Regions from separate parts of the Sus scrofa genome. Here region 2 is linked to region 1. The links are chromatin contacts, called in public HiChIP or PLAC-seq maps. All regions are on one chromosome and are shown on one strand. The core of a region is the stretch at or near the end of the contact, and the rest is flanking DNA. Distances in the headings are between cores, read along the strand shown. Region 1 holds the start of KIF1BP (KIF1-binding protein). Region 2 holds the start of SRGN (serglycin).

Evidence for each region. HiChIP or PLAC-seq counts read pairs in DNA pulled down with a chosen protein or histone mark.
Region 2: an H3K27ac HiChIP or PLAC-seq map of alveolar macrophages shows a contact between it and region 1. The contact joins the promoter of SRGN here to the promoter of KIF1BP in region 1. A contact is called at or near these places in 4 of 5 promoter capture datasets (fetal liver, liver and skeletal muscle), 31 of 47 Hi-C or Micro-C datasets (adipose tissue, alveolar macrophages, blood and 14 more) and 2 of 2 datasets of contacts at active chromatin or transcription factors (alveolar macrophages and skeletal muscle).

What each region holds. Positions count from the first base shown.
Region 1 is chr14:72,070,534-72,073,224 of Sscrofa11.1, reverse strand. It overlaps KIF1BP (KIF1-binding protein), which reads right to left and starts at 1,346. Exons shown (of 7, transcript XM_001928810.7): 1 at 812-1,346. The coding sequence starts at 1,237.
Region 2 is chr14:72,182,038-72,184,728 of Sscrofa11.1, reverse strand. SRGN (serglycin) reads right to left here and starts at 1,361. Exons shown (of 3, transcript XM_013990411.2): 1 at 1,053-1,361. The coding sequence starts at 1,128.

The DNA.
Region 1 (2,691 bases), core at 97-2,596:
TCGTAAGAATTCAAAGGTAGGAGAAAGAGATCATTTTGGAACAAAATAATCCAAAAAACGTTACGAAAAACATGAGGTGAGTCTTGAGATGGGTTCTGAAGAATGGGCAGGCATTCCCTGGGAAGCAAATAAGTGACTGAAAAGAACAGAAACTGAAGATTTTAGATATTTTGTTTTAAATTAAGAAGGTACTCTGGGAGCTCCCGTTGTGGCGCAGTGGTTAACAAATCCGACGAGGAACCATGAGGTTGCGGGTTCAATCCTTGGCCTTGCTCAGTGGGTTAAGGAACCGGCGTTGCCGTGAGCTATGGTGTAGGCTGCAGACGCGGCTTGGATCTCCCGTTGCTGTGGCTCTGGCGTAGGCTGGCAGCTACAGCTCCGATTAGACCCCTAGCCTGGGAAACTCCATATGCCGCGGGAGCGGCCCAAGACATGGAAAAAAAAAAAAAAGAAGGTACTCTGGTTATTCTTTACAATTTCCGTAAAACCTTAAATTAAGACATAAATTACTTGGGAATTTTTCATAATAGAACAGGATTCGGACTGGTGGGGAAAAGTTGGAAAGAGCATTTACGATGTAGGAGAATCTGGGGAACCAATGCGGGGACCACGACTACGTGAAGCAGCAAGTGAAGCTGGTGGAGTGGGTGATGGGCGTGGAGAAGGAGTTCGGAAGCCACTTATCGCGAAGCTTCGAAAACGCGGAGACAAATCGTGTCTTATTACGTTTGCCTTTGGTCTTGGCACGAGCTGGGACCCCTCTAAACCAAGTCGCCTACGGACGACAGCAGCGGACGGGGAACGCTCTCACCTGAGCTTGGATGTAGAGGGAGACGCAGTCTTGCGACATTCGGTACTTGCGCAGTAGTCTCAGGCATTTCACCAGATGCTCCTCCCCCGCCGACAGCTCCTCCGTGTCGATGTGATTCACCCCGAGATGAAACTCAATAACTGCCCGCCTCACTGCCCCCAGGGCAATGGGGCCCTCGGCTTCCACCAATTCAGCCGGCAGTCCCAGGGTGTGGTCCCCCGTTCCCAAGCTGTCCTCGGCCTGAGGCCGGTCATCCTCGTCCTCAGGCGCGGGGCCCAGAAGGGCCTTAACCTCTTCCAGCAGCGCCCGAGCGTGGTATTTGGACTTGTACGGTTCCTTCTCTGGGTTTTTATGCAGTTCCACCCGCGACAGGGCCAGTGCGGCCTGGAATTTCTCACGAAGCTCGACCCACGGAGCATCCGCCATAGCGGCCTCTATAGCCTCGGTCTCCTCAATGTTTGCAATCGGGACTCCCGCCTTCTTTCAGCTTTGCGACACTTCACTTACGGCCCCTGACGGGCCTGCGCACTGCAAAACGGTACCCAATGACGTCCGACAGGAACCGCAATATGCTTGGCAGTGACCAATGGGAAGGCGTGGTAGTCACTGTAGCAACTGTTGTCTTGGAAACGAAGCTGTCAAAGACAGTAGTCTCACCTCCAGCCCCGCCCTCTACGGTGGTGAGTTCATCTCTTGCTTGACCCTGTGAAGTTAATAAAAGTTAATAAAAATATCGGTTGACTTTAACAGAACACAAATACCGTTTACAAACATACCTAGATAATTACTATCGTTAATTGTTATAAGCTGAAAGGCAGAAAACTTTTGACGTTAGTATGTAACACAGCCCGTCCCTGGATATAAATGTAACAAGGATCTGTGTTCTATAAGTGTAAAAAGCACTCAGTGATCAAAAAATATTTTCACTTCATCCCCGAAGACACAGGTTGTAGGGACATGTACAAATTCCCAAAGTAATACAAGAGTTAAGTCCCAGAGCTGTGACAAAACATCTCAAGCAAGGCTTTTTCCATTGCATAACTCGTAAATTATCAAGTAAAATAATAGGGGGAGGGGGAGGTCTCTTGCGGCCCAGCAAATTAAGGATCCAATGTTGTCACTGCAGCGGCTTATGTCGCTGCTATGAACAAGTTTCTATCCCTGGCCGGAATTTCCACATTCGAGAGCCACCAAAAAAAAAAAAAAAAAAAAAATACTAAATACCAGGGGGGTTGGCGAGGGGGGGGGCAGGCTGGAGGTTTTACTATTAAGAGTTAAGTATATAAAGTGCTTTGAGATACATAAATGAGCACTGATTTTGGAAGCTCACAGACACCAAGTCTGAGTCTCAGATTTGCTTCAAATTGACTAATTTGTAATTTTCTAAGCTTCAGATTTCTCGAGTAAAACATAAGTGATAATATTACTTATCTGTACAGAATTATTCTAAGGAATAAGTGAAAACTAAATATCTATCCTTTAAATGTCAGTGCTCAGTCTACAGGCCAGATGGCTCTCTGGAGCTCCAGACTGTAATATTCATCACCCAACTGGAACAACTACTCCTGAATGTTCCACTGACTCCTGTATATCAGTACGTTCAAATTGGAACTCATCAGCTTCTTCTTCACATGCCCATTCCCTCCTACACCACATTTGCTCTTATGTTCTACATCTCAGTGAAGACATTACTATCCACCAAGCTGATGGCTTCCTGCACTCACTCTTTTCTTCTTTTACCCTTAAATGTTAAAACCAAATATTATCCACCTCTAGTCCACCTCCTGAAGAGCTCTTACATTGGTCTACTTTTCATCTCCCAGTAGTTTAGACCATTATCTTCTGAGTTACTTTTTTTTTTCTTTTTAAGGCCGCATATG
Region 2 (2,691 bases), core at 112-2,611, 110 kb before region 1:
CACAATTATTAAAATTCTTTGGCCTCTCTTTAAAATCTGAGAGGGTTTGCATTAACAATGTCTAACCATAATTGAATTGTCACTAAGAACAAAGTTTAAAAAAAGAAGAAAAAATACAAAAATTTACTCTGATTTCAAAAATAGCATCTCCCAGTGTCAGGGTGATTACAAAAATTTTGTATTATGTTAAAATTTGGGATTTATGTGGACACCTAGGGGTAGGTAATTTTCTATATTCCTTTTTTTAAAAAAAATTTCTGACTAGTTTTGCATATTCTTTCAGATAACATTATTTTATTTATTTATTTATTTTGGTCTTTTTGTCTCTTTAGGACCACACCTGCGGCATATGGATGTTCATAGGCTAGGGGTCCAATCGGAGCTGTAGCCATCAGCCTACACCAGAGTCACAGCAACATCAGATCCAAGCTGTGTCTGGGACCTACACCACAGCTCACGGCAATGCCAGATCCTTATCCCACTGAGCAAGGCTAGGGATTGAACCCACGTCCTCATGGATGCTAGTTGGGTTCGTTAATCGCTGAGCCACAATGGAACTCCAATTTTCTATATTCCTTTCTTGAGCTTTATTTATTTATTTATTTTTGGCCATGGCATGTAGCGGCTTGATATAGGATCTCAGTTCCCAGACCAGGGGTTGAACCCGGGCCGAAGTGGTGAAAGCGCCAAATCCTGACCATTCGATGACCAGGGAACTCCCTCTTGATCTTTTAAAAAAAGTTTTTTAAAATTTATAAACCATACATTTCATCCAAAATAAAACTGTACATTTCAATCATTATAAGAACTTATAAGGCTGCACCTGCCTCAGTTTAAATTTTTTTTTTTTTTTTTTGGTAGCAAACTTAACAAAACTCAGTCAGCGACCCTAAATCATTTTTTCTTTCTTTCTTTTTCTTTCTTTCTTTTTTGAGGGAGGCACCACTTTTCCAAATAGAATACATTCTGTACCTTAAAATTAATATAATCATTTGTGTGGACCCTGGGCCTTATAAGGAAAATTACAAAGGGACAAGATACCTGGGTCTTACCTTGAACTGAAGAATCCAAAATCAGGATGATGGCTAGAGCCAGGACAAGCCCACTGCACCGGAAGAGCACCTGCATTGTGACAGGCTCACTTTGGCTCCACCGCCTGCACACCAACCTTACAAAAGGGAAATGTAGCCGGGTGCTCTCTGTCCCTTTTAGAAAAGGTTCCAAAACCTCAAACCCTGCCCAGAACACACGTCACAGTTTCCTGAACAAATAGAGATCCACATCAAACCCCAGAAAGATTTAGACCAAAAAAAAAAAAAAAAAAGGGCAGCAAAATAACTATTCATACCCATTATGAAACTGCCCTGGACTCTCCCCAGGTCTTCTTTTTCAAAAGTTTTGTTGTTTGCCACTGGCCGGTTACAATTTTTTTTCCCCCTGCTAAACAGAATCATCATAAAGGACAGTTTGTTTTTTCTTTCTTCAGGTAACCATCTAAACAAGAGATTGCTGACATTAAGGGGCCTCTGCCCAATTGATGAAGTAAGGAGGCTAGATGCTGCTTTTTCACCACTGAGGCCATTCTGCATAATATGTTCTTGATTTTCTTTTTTGTTGGCAATAGCAGAAGTCACTGAGCCATGCTCAAAAAGTGAAACTTCAAAGCTGGGTTCTAATCTACAAGAAAGTGTTGTTGGATCTCAGATAACCAGTTTCTTCTTAGAGGACTCAGCTTCTCCCATTAGATCATCAGCTCTCCCTCTAATTCAAAATCTAGTGAAGATTTTCAGTTGCAAAGAACTGGATAAAACAGAAAAATGATTGTGCAGTCCTCTGCTCCTTCACACCAAGTATTTCTTATGATTTGATTCCATTTATACTTTGTTTTTTTTTTTCCTCCTGGTAAAACTTTTCAACTTGACTTTGGCATCCTCTGGCCTTTAATAAGCTAGAAGTCAGAAACAGGGGGAGGTTTTCCTGTCAGTGGGCTGCAGACTTCAGAAAACATACAAACCACTGCCCTCTGTAAATAAAGGAATAGCGTTTCCCCATCTCCTGGGGATCGTGTGCTGAAGACCGAGGGTCACAAAGCACAGGCTCCATATTTAAGCCACATAATAAACACAACAGATTATCACACTCCCTTGCCCTTGGGGCACACACTTTTTCCTTACTTCCACCCTCTCCATTGCAGCACATCTAACCCTACAATGTCCACTTTCCATTTTCATCCTCACTCTTGCCTGTCCTTTGACAAGAGGGAGGAGTTTCCTTTCTCTTGTTCTCTGCTTCCTGCTGGTTCCTTTACCATTTCCTGCTAAGAACGCGCCTCAGAAATTAATTGCTGAGTCGCCGTGGTGCAAGTCCACAAAGGTTTCCAAGAATGCACATTTTGACCTTCCTCAAAACCAGTTGGAAGTGTGTCCAGGGACTCTTCTGAGTGCAGTAAACAATCCGCAAACTCACAAATCCCGTGGGTTCCCCACTATGGAATACTGGTTTCAGCTGGAAATAACTCCCTCAACTTTGGTCGCTTTTAATGCTATCCTTTATTTATTTATTTATTTATTTTCTTTTTAAGGCTGAACCTGCGGCATATTAAAGTTCCCAGGCTAGGAGCTGAATCAGAGCTGCAGCCTCTGGCCTACACCACAGTCACAGCAACCCATGCTGCAGCTTGCAGCAGTGGTG